2 separate regions of the Callithrix jacchus genome follow, and region 1 is linked to region 2. A link is a contact called in public Hi-C data. All regions are on one chromosome and are shown on one strand. The core of a region is the stretch at or near the end of the contact, and the rest is flanking DNA. Distances in the headings are between cores, read along the strand shown. Region 1 overlaps ARMC2 (armadillo repeat containing 2). Region 2 holds the start of FOXO3 (forkhead box O3).

Evidence for each region. Hi-C and Micro-C count contacts between places; a contact is called where the count stands out from the background.
Region 1: a Hi-C map of skeletal muscle shows a contact between it and region 2, with 2.8 times the contacts expected there. The contact joins the enhancer-like site here to the promoter of FOXO3 in region 2. A contact is called at or near these places in 3 of 3 Hi-C or Micro-C datasets (induced pluripotent stem cells and skeletal muscle).

Annotation. Positions count from the first base shown.
Region 1 is chr4:115,003,350-115,008,445 of calJac240_pri, reverse strand. It overlaps ARMC2 (armadillo repeat containing 2), which reads right to left. Exons shown (of 19, transcript XR_013534472.1): 6 at 4,456-4,532. Among named protein-coding and RNA genes, the nearest start is that of ARMC2, 45 kb to the right of the region's middle. Within about 2 kb of position 2,790, at least 2 of the 16 cell types and tissues checked have an H3K27ac peak or open chromatin away from gene starts, as enhancers often do. A contact at or near this core is called in skeletal muscle, where this site is marked.
Region 2 is chr4:114,676,227-114,680,993 of calJac240_pri, reverse strand. FOXO3 (forkhead box O3) reads right to left here and starts at 1,749. Exons shown (of 4, transcript XM_078369905.1): 1 at 1,559-1,749; 2 at 1-486.

The DNA.
Region 1 (5,096 bases), core at 1,541-4,040, 330 kb before region 2:
TTTTAGGTCTCCCTTTTAGAAATTTTTTTTCTAAAATGCTACTGGGGCCAGTAGCATTAATGCCAAGTGATTTTGTGTGGCGTCGCAGAAAAGCCTGGGGGCTTTTCTCAATGAGGCTGACAAATCTCGATTCAAATCCTAACTCCATCATTGACACGGTGGGTGATTGGGGTTCAATTTCTTACCCTTTCTGAGTTTGTTATCCTTTCATCAGCAAAACAGAGACTATTTGCCTTCAAGGGTATGAGAATTAAGACATGGTATAGGTAAAGCTCTGAGCCCAGTGCCAAGCAATATACAATTTAATTTCATTTCCCTGATTAAATAAGTATACAAACAGGTAACCACCCCTGCAGTATCTCATGACTGTGTGATGCTACCAAGCCATCAAGAGTAGATGCTGCCTGTGAATATGGGCTGTAGGGAACAGCAGCCATTGGCTGTGTACTCTAGATACAGGAGGCCTGCATTTCATTTTTGCAGTAACGCTATGAGGAGGTTCCCACACTGTCCCCATTTTGCAGGTGAAGAAAGTGAAACCCAAATGTAGTAAGTTATCTGCCCAAGGTCATATAGCTTCCCAGCCTCTGCACTTGATCTCAAAGCTATGCTGACTTGGAGCAAACTAGCAGACAGACTAATGTTGGGGGAGAATAAATGTAACTAATATTAGAAACTGCAAATTATTATTATATCTCACACAGGCAGTATCTCAAGATCTAAAACACTGACTGTAGCTGGAGGTGGCATAACTGTGCCGAGGCATTCCTGAACAATGCTGGAGAGTGCTGGAGATGTATTCCTCAGTCTCCCTTCTCTAAAGACCACCCCTTCAGTCCTTTCCCTGGCACTTGGTCTATATCAGGTCAGGGAGTCCATGCCCTCTTGGGGCAGGGTAGACCTGGTACCAATTAAGCGTCCACACAGAAGGTGTCTGGACCCTAAAAATGTCACACAAATAGTTAGAAATCAGGAACAATCAGAAGGTGAGAGGTTGGGGGAGGGGGGGAGAGAGAGAGAGAGAGAGAGAGAGAGAGAGAGACAGAGAGACAGAGAGACCGAGAGAAGAGCAAACGGGTGTATGGCCTGTATGGCTTGTATATTTTCAGGTTACTTTAAACAAAGGACAAGGTGACCAGGTGGCCTGTTAATAGCACAGGTTTGGAGACACCATCTGGGTTTGAATCCTAGCTCTGCCACCTACTAGCTGGTTGACTATGGGCAAATTGCTTCACCTCTCTTCTGTAAAATGGGGTAACTGGTTATCTTTAAATAATGGGATTAGGGGTTAATAATTTCTTTTATGTGCTCTTCTGTATTTTCCAATGTCTCTAATGCATTCTTATTATTCTTGAAGATAAAAATATATGCAACACATCTTAAATGTGTATACCTTAGTTAATATCCATATTAATAATTTTAACACAGTTAAAATAAAATTCTCTGCATCAAGAAATCCAGTAAAGTCCCTTCACGATTATCTGTATAAATAGCAGAAGAATCCAAAGATAACACATAATAGTATATATTAAAATTTTCATTTGAATTCTGAAATGAATCCTCAAACCACCAAATGGTGCTGATGTCACCCAAGGGAAGCAGGGATGCTGCACAATCTACTTATTCCATCCAACACACAGGCCTTCCCCTGTTATACTGCATGCTAGAAATGGCCACTCCCAGTTGCAGCAAGTCCAGGGTTGCCTTTGATCAACCCTTCCTACTGCCAAGAGCAGCTGACCCACACAGGGCATCCAAGATCACCTAAGCAGCAAAAGTAAATAGAAAGGGGTTGTCAAGAAAGCTATTATTAAACATTTGCAGTGCAGTAAATAGCCTTAATAGCAAGCTTTCAGATAATCTAATCTAACTCAATGCAAGACTTCAGCACAATATATTACATTGAGTCTTTAGAAAAAATTAGTCCACATCAGTACAGATTCACAATCCCTTATCCAAAACCTTTGGAATCAGATGTGGTTTGGGATTCAGAAACATACAAATTTTAAAAAGTCAACATGGTATACACGTTGCATATAACAAACCACCCCAGTAGGGTCTTCTGGGCAGCACCCTGTAGCAAAATATATGAATATTCACACGAACAAAACAAAGACTCTAACTGGCTTCCCATCAGGCTCAGGGAACTATAGTTTGCAGACTAGTATCTCAATCTTTTGGATCATTGTTTTTATGAATCTGCCTTAACTTTGATAATTTATGGATATGGATTCTAAGGGTAAACATAAATATTCAAGTAATATAAAAAACATAGTTCCTCATATTTGCAGGCAACTAACCTATTCAAAGTCCAAATATTTAAGTCCAAAGTTTAAATATTTTTTATATTTAAAAAATAAAATAAAATCAACTTATGAAGGCAAATGAAAGCCAGAAAATAAGCCAGACAAGTTATTTAATCAACACATATTTATGACGCACTTAAATTTACTAGAAACACAAACTTTGATCCAGTAAGTTCAAGTCTGCATTTTTTACCTTCTATGCAATATGCTGCTTAACAGAGAAGTTCTGTGAGAAACCATGACTATCAACCTGTTTTTTTAAGACAAATAAAATGGATACCTTATCCAGAAAGAGCTGAATTATAAGGGTCAATCACAAATCGCAGAACAATTTATTTAATCCTCATGGGCCCTTCTGAATGTTTCTGAGATTTGCTTCTTCTCAGAACAGAAGTTACTCAGACACTGTGGTATGAGGGTTTCCTTCCAACCCTCTCCCAGGAATCCCAAAGTGCACAGTTGTGTCTGGCTAGAGCCCTCCCACCTCTTCACTCGTCCTGGGCCTCCCCCTGCCTCCATGTTACACACCATCCCTGAGTTACTACAGAAAATGAAGCATGGAATCACATGATTGCTTTTTAAGAGACACACAGATACACAAATTATTATTTGTCTCAATTTTGGGCAACAATCTAATACTTTAGAAAGCACTTTCATTTAGGTTCATGGTTTGCTAAATATAAAAATTATGATTCAACAGGAAATTGGGTAAGTCAAGCAAAAATTTCAGCATGTTTTTGAAGATTTTGCTGTCTCAGTGGTTATAGTTGTTAACCACAGCTTTGAGTTCTGGACACAAAAACCTGACACAATGTTTGGATTGGCTGATGTTTTTAGCATGTAAATGTAAAAATCCTCAGCAACTATGCTATGCTGGATTGGAAATTGGTATATCTAAGATTTTCCTGAGTAAAGAAATTCGCAATGGCGCAAAAGTCATTTTATTGATAAAACATTAAGTTTTGAAGATAATAATTTTTAAAATCTATTATTTAGTATGATAAAATCTCGTGTATAAAAATACATGAAGACTATAACATTCACCACCAGTGGACCCCATACTAGTTTGGTCAGATATCAATATTTTGCCATATTTGTATCCTTTCCCTTATTTTCATCTGAAATAAAACATTACAGATGTGTGCCTCCCTGCATCCACTCCCCTCCTCCCTCTCCCTCCAGGGGTTACCACCATTCTAAATCCACTGGTTACTATGATTACACTTGACTTCACATGTTTACCATATGGCTGTGTATCCATAAACAATATATATTTCATCTAATATTATGTTTGCACTGAATTTACTCAATATTACAATATTACACTTTTCTAACAACTATATTGTATTGCACGAATACATTTTGTATCATTTCTAGAGTGTGGTTTATATTGTTATATATTTTCTCAATTAAACAGTGTAAAGGCCCAAAGGACACTCTTAATAAAATTAACATAGTTTCATTTAAGTAAGCAATTATCTTTTTTTCTTTTTTCTTTTTTTCTGTTTTTGTTTTTGTTTTTTGAGATGAGTCTTGCTCTGTCACCCAGGCTGGAGTGCAGTGGTGCAATCTAGGCTCACTGAAAACTCTGCCTCGTGGGTTCAAGCAATTCTCCCACCTCAGCCTCCAAAGTAGTTGGGATTGCAGGCAGCCCACTCCCTCCCACCATGCCCCACTAATTTTTGTGTGTGTGTGTGTGTGTTTTGGCAGAGATGGGGTTCACAATGTTGGCCAGGCTCGTCTTGAACTACTGACATCAAGTGAGTCACCCGCCTCAGCCTCCCAAAGTGCTGGGATTACAGGCATGAGCCACTGTGCCCAGCTAAGCAATGCCTTGAACTCAAGTTTTGAACCCAAGAACTATGTTAATGTCAAGTTTTACAACTTTCCAAATGCTTTTACAAAATAATTTCTATAAAACCATTAAGACTGTCATCTATAGATGTTTGAAGCATCAGAGTTGAGTAGTGCTAAGATGGTAAGATTGTATGAATATAATAAAAATGTATAAAAATAAATGTTGATTTGTGATCAAATTGGACAAACTTCCTGAAGTTTTCAAACAGTGGGCCCACATAGATATCATCAGTCCAAATGTTTTTCCTTCAAGTGGAGATGCTGTGGAGGAAGGAGTGTGGGGACCCCTCACCTGCTTTGGTTTGCAGCCTGCTCAGCTCTGAGCTGCTGGGGCATGATGACGCCCTTGCATGTCTTTCCCCCTGGTCCCTAGGAGGAATACATAAAGCACTCAGCACAAACATCAAAACACTTCTAATTTTGTAAATGACAAAAGTCTGCTATATACAGTTTCTTATTTATTATTTTGAGATAGGTCTCACCCAGGCTGGTGTACAGTGGTTCTGTGGTCATAGCTCACGGCAGCCTCAAACTCCTTGGTGCAAGTGATCCTCCCACCACAGGATCCCAAGTAGCTGGGACTACAGGCACATGCCACCATGACTGGATACTTTTAAAAAACATTTTGTAGAGACAGGGTCTCACTACATTGTCCAGGCTGGTGATTCCTGGTCTTAAGTGATCCTCCTGCCTCAGCCTCCCAAATTGCTAATATTACAGGTGTGAGCCACTGTGCCCAGTTTCTAAAGAAACCATCGAGAATTGTTTATAAGGTGGGTTTGGTGCTCTATTTGCTGGGTTTTGTTTTGTTTGTTTTTTTTTAAAAAAAGTCTTGCTCTGCCACTCAGGCTGGAATACAGTGGCGCGATCTCTGCTTGCTGCAACCTGCCTCAGCCTCCCCAGTAGCTAAGATTACAGGCACATGCCACCACG
Region 2 (4,767 bases), core at 500-2,999:
CGCCTGCATCCCCCCGCTTAGCGCGCCCGCCACAGGGGCTGGCCCAGACCCGGGGTCTTGCCCTCCCGGTGCCAGCAGCCGGGCCGAGTCCTCAAGGAGCAGCCCAGAGGCCAGGGTGCCGCTCCCGCCACCGCCGATCGCCATGGCCGAGCTGGCCCGGCCCCCGCCATCCTCGTCGTCTTCATCGTCCTCCTCTTCGGGGATCATGGAGTCGGCGGCTGTCTCCCCCGAGGGCTTAGCAGGGCTCGCCTGGAGCTCCGGCCTTTGCAGGGGCCACGTACAGGAACGCGGCCGGCTCTGGGGCTCGAACTCCGGGTCCAGCTCCACTTCAAGCGGAGAGAGCGGGGCCGGGGAGGCCGGTGCCTCTGCCATCTTCACCGCTCGCCCGCCAGCCCGCGGCTGGGGCTCTCGCGCCGGGGCGGGGTGCGGCGGGGGAGGAACGTGGGCGCCGCGAAGGCTCCGGCTCCCGGGCGCCGCCGCCGCCTCCTGGGGAAGCACGAGAGGAGAGAGAAGGAGAGTTGGTTATCCCGGGCCGGAGCCCTGTCCTCGGCGAGTCCTAGCCCGCAGCTGCCGCCTCCCAGCCGCGCCGCGCCCGCCTACCAGGAACAGGCGGACCTGGAGACGTGCGGCCAGCGAACCTGGCGCAGCAGACACCGCCCCCCGGCCAGGCCGCGGGGGAGCTGCGAGCGAATCGACGGCCTCGCGCGGGGCAGCCCCCTCCCCCCGCCGCCCAGCCTCAGGTCCCTCCCGGACTAGGCGGTGGGGCGGAGAGGAGGGGGAGGGGCACCCGGGGGAGGGGCGGCCGCGCCTTTAAAGCGGGCAGCGGCCCGTGCAGGCGCAGCCGAGCCGCGGTCGGAGCCCAAGCTCGGACGTGCGTGCGTTTGTTTATATTTCGCTCCAGCTCGCTCTAGTGCCTCCCGCGGCGCTGCCGCTCAAGTCTGTGTGATCTTCGGCTCTTTTCCCCTTTCCCCGCCCTGCCGCCTCCGCGACCCCCCTGTCACCCCGCAATCAGCCGACTGGCCCGAGCCCGGGGACTGCGCGGGCAGCTCCCTCTCCCCTCTTCGCCCGCGGGCCGGAGGACGAACGCGGGTCTGGGCGCAAATGGACCCTTGTCACTTCCAAAAAATAAAGGAAAGACGGAAAGAAGGGGAGCAGCACCCCGGCGGGTGTTCGCAGAGGGTCGAACCCGGCGGGGACGGCCACTTGGGGGTTTTGAGTGGTTGGTATTCTCGCGGACGTCGTCCCCTCCGCCCCCTTCCCAGTCAGGATCCGGGGGAGGGAGCGAGTCGGGACATAAATCTTCCAACAGGTCGGGAAGCGCCAAGTCTCCCGGGCTGCCAGAAAACCCGGACCAGCACGTTCATCACCTCCTTGCTCCCGCTGCTGCCATCTTGACAGTTTCCCCCTTCCCTCGAGTCCTTTAAAATCACTAGCGGGCGAGACGGGGGGCGCGCAAACCGCGGCTCGGGGAGGGGAAAGGGAAGAGCCCGGCCCAGCTCGCAAGCAGATCCGGAGTCACCGGGAAGGCGGCCGCCCGCTGCACGGCTCCGGCGCCTACCTCGCTTCCTTCCCTTCAGGGACGCGGCGGGACGATGCACGATCCCGCGCGGGCCCGGGGCACGGCGAGGAGGGGGCGCGCAACCTCGGCGAAGGAGAAGCGCTCGGGCCGTCGCCGCAGCCCGCCCGAAGAACCGCCTGTCAGCTCGCGCGCCGCCGCCTTCCACATTCCTCCTCCTCCCTTTCAAGAGCAGGGCGGCCGCGGCAGCAGCACAAAGTTATAGACACACGCAGGGCGCCTCAACCTAAGCTGACGGCGGGCGGGTCCCCGCCCAGGGGGAGGGTTGGGCGACGGGCTGGGCGCGCGGCGGGCGTGCGTGAGTGCGCGAGTGTGAGCTCGCGCGCGCTTGCGCGACCCGGGTCCACGGGGCTGCGGGCGTGGGTGTCCGGGCGCGCGCCGAGGGCCGGGACTCGGCGGGCTCTCGCTGTCGTTCCCGCTGGGCTGCTCCTCCCTCCCCAGAGCCTCAACGACAACAAAGCGCGGCGCTGGCCCGAGAGAAGAAGACAGGGGAGAGGAGGGAGAAGAGGGAACGCCAGGAGCGCGAAGCCCCCGACGCTCCAAGGAGCGCAGCGGCTTGGCCTCCCCGAAACCAGGCAGGGCTCCTGGCACCACGGGTCCCGGGCCTGCGCATCCGCTCGCCCGGCTCTGGTCTCACCACGGTGTCCGGTTCCCGGTTAGAACTCGACACCAGGTAACACCCGAGATAAGATGCTGACCGCAGATGACCAGGGTTACAGCGGCGTGGAAATACTGAACGGCGAAGATGTTGGTGCCTGCACAACTTTGATAAGCCAATGCTCACAGATGCGATCGGGCACCAAAAGGTTTACACTGAGTCTCTCACCTACCACAGTTGTGTTTTACTTTTCATGGGTTTCATAGCAAACGGGGGACAGGTGTAACTAACTCCGGAAGAAATGCAAACCCCACCCCCGTCCTACATTCATGAGCAGATTGGAGAAGGGAAAAATAATTTTAGTCTAATTTGTAAAGGACGACAAAACTGCTAAGTGTGCATTTTTGACTTTTCAGAAAAGACGGATTCCTTTAGGCTCAGAACATCTGCACAAGTCCTTATTCTACGATCCGTGCCCCAAATCGTTTATTTGTACTCTACGAATGCAGTACACGCGACATGCACACCCAAAGTATAGACACCGTAGTTTATAAATATCTTTTTTAAAAAAATAGTTCTAAGTCACCGGAGATAGCTCAGAGTGTAGAAGCGGGCTCTGTAATGACCCCCATACACAAAGGTCCAGCCCAGCGTACGCAGGAGCCAGCCCGCCCCGCTACCTCCGGGCTCCGGGCTTTGCGCAGCACCCGTCACTCAAGTGACGCGCGGCCCCGCCCCTGCACCAAGCTAGTTCGACGCGTACAAACAGATGATGTCATCGTCTTCACACGCGCGTGACCCCGGAGCTCTCTGCCGCGTCTCCATTCGCTGCGCCGCTTACTCGTCAAAGCACGCCGCGCGCTGACTGGCCGCGGCCACCAGTCTCCAGGCCCCAGACGCCCCTCTCCGCCCCCCGCCCCCGCCCCCAGAAAATAATAAACAATCGAGTAAAATTCTAAGGCATGAAGAAGAGGAGAGGGAAAAAGGGAGAGGGCGCACCAGAAACCAATCCTTCGCGCGCTGACGGTGGGAGGGTTCGGGGGGGAAGGGTGGATGCGAGAGGATTGCGGACGGGAGGAAGGAAGCCGACCTGGGGCGGTGGGTACGGCCGCGGCAAAGAGGCGTCGGGGCGGAAAGTTGCCACGCACTCGGCGGGGCGCACCTGCTGGTAGGGGGCTCTAGGGCCCAGAGCGGCGGGGCTTGGGGGCTCGGGGGCGGGGCGCGACCCGCGAGGGGGCGGGGACTGAGCGGCGCCGGCAAACACGTGCGGGAGGAGGGTGGGCGCGCGCCACACGGGCTGGGCCTGGGCGCGCGGCCTGGGGAGCAGCGCGCGCTTGTTTACCAGCGCACGTGGGTGTTATTTTTAAATGGAATGTGGCGCTGGCTGCGCGGCCGAGTGGCGGGCGCGTGGGGCCGCCCGCGCTGGCTGGGGGACGCGGCGGGCCCTGCGGCGCGGCCTCTCCGGGCGCTGCTCGCGAAGCAGCCGGGCTGTACCCACTGCGCGCCGCTGGTGTAGCCGGCGGCTCGGGCCAGAGAAGCTGATTGAGAGATTCGTGCGCTGCAGGAGCTGCAGCGGAGACTATGGTTTCCCGCCGCCGTCTTTGCGCCCAGCTCGGCTCCCGCATTCTCATTCAGGAAACAAAGCCTTCTGCTTGACTTCGCCCACGAAGCCGCGCCAGTCCTCGGCCACGGGTTCTGGAGTAGATCTCACACGCGCACACACTGGCACACATACTTTGGCCGCGAGGTGGACCCTCAGCACCCTACGTGCCCTGTGTCCTCGCTCCCTTGTACCGAATGCCCCCAGTTCACATGTGGCTGTCTCGTGGGCATGTGGCTCTGCCCACGTACAAATGCGCTGCTGCTATTTCGGGCTGCCCTTGGAAGGGGAAGTCTGGGGACGGGGGCTCTACTGTTTACTGCGGTTGCTCCTCTTGAGGCACCTCTCCTCTCCTTGTAGGCCTGTCCCGCAGAGAAGCTCCGAGTTTGCATGGTTTACATACTGGGAATGTGGACGGTGATGTACGACCACAACTCGGCTTCGAGTGTCGGTGCTTGAGGTGCAGTTTGGGGATGGTAGTAGTTAAATGCTGGTATTCAGCTTTGCAGGAAGGACTGGGAGCTAGATCACCCGGAGCCCCGCATCGTGATGCAGCATAAAATTGTAAGAATTTTCCGTTGCTGGCTTTTGATACTTACAACACTGTAGAAGAAATCCACACGTTTTATTCTCTGAATCTAAGCAATATTGTCATTAGAGTGCAGACCTGCAAAAGTAGAAAGAATGTGTTTACAGTGGCTGGGCTCTCAGCCATTAGATTTTCACTATAAACATGTTGAGTGTCCATTTACAGAACGCATATCCCAGGGGCATTCCAAGAGAGTGAAGATTTAGTGGATTAACAGAGCATTGTGAGCTTCACGGTGAGGAATAGGGGGCAGGCACTTGATAAAGCCATTTCCCTCAAAGAGCTTGCTTGGGGGGATAAGACATGTTAGAAAGTTAAATATTGCAAGTTTAAAAGTGGTAGAAGTCTGGGGGCGCACTGGCTCACACCTGTAATCCCAGCACTTTGGGAGGCCTAGGCAAGAG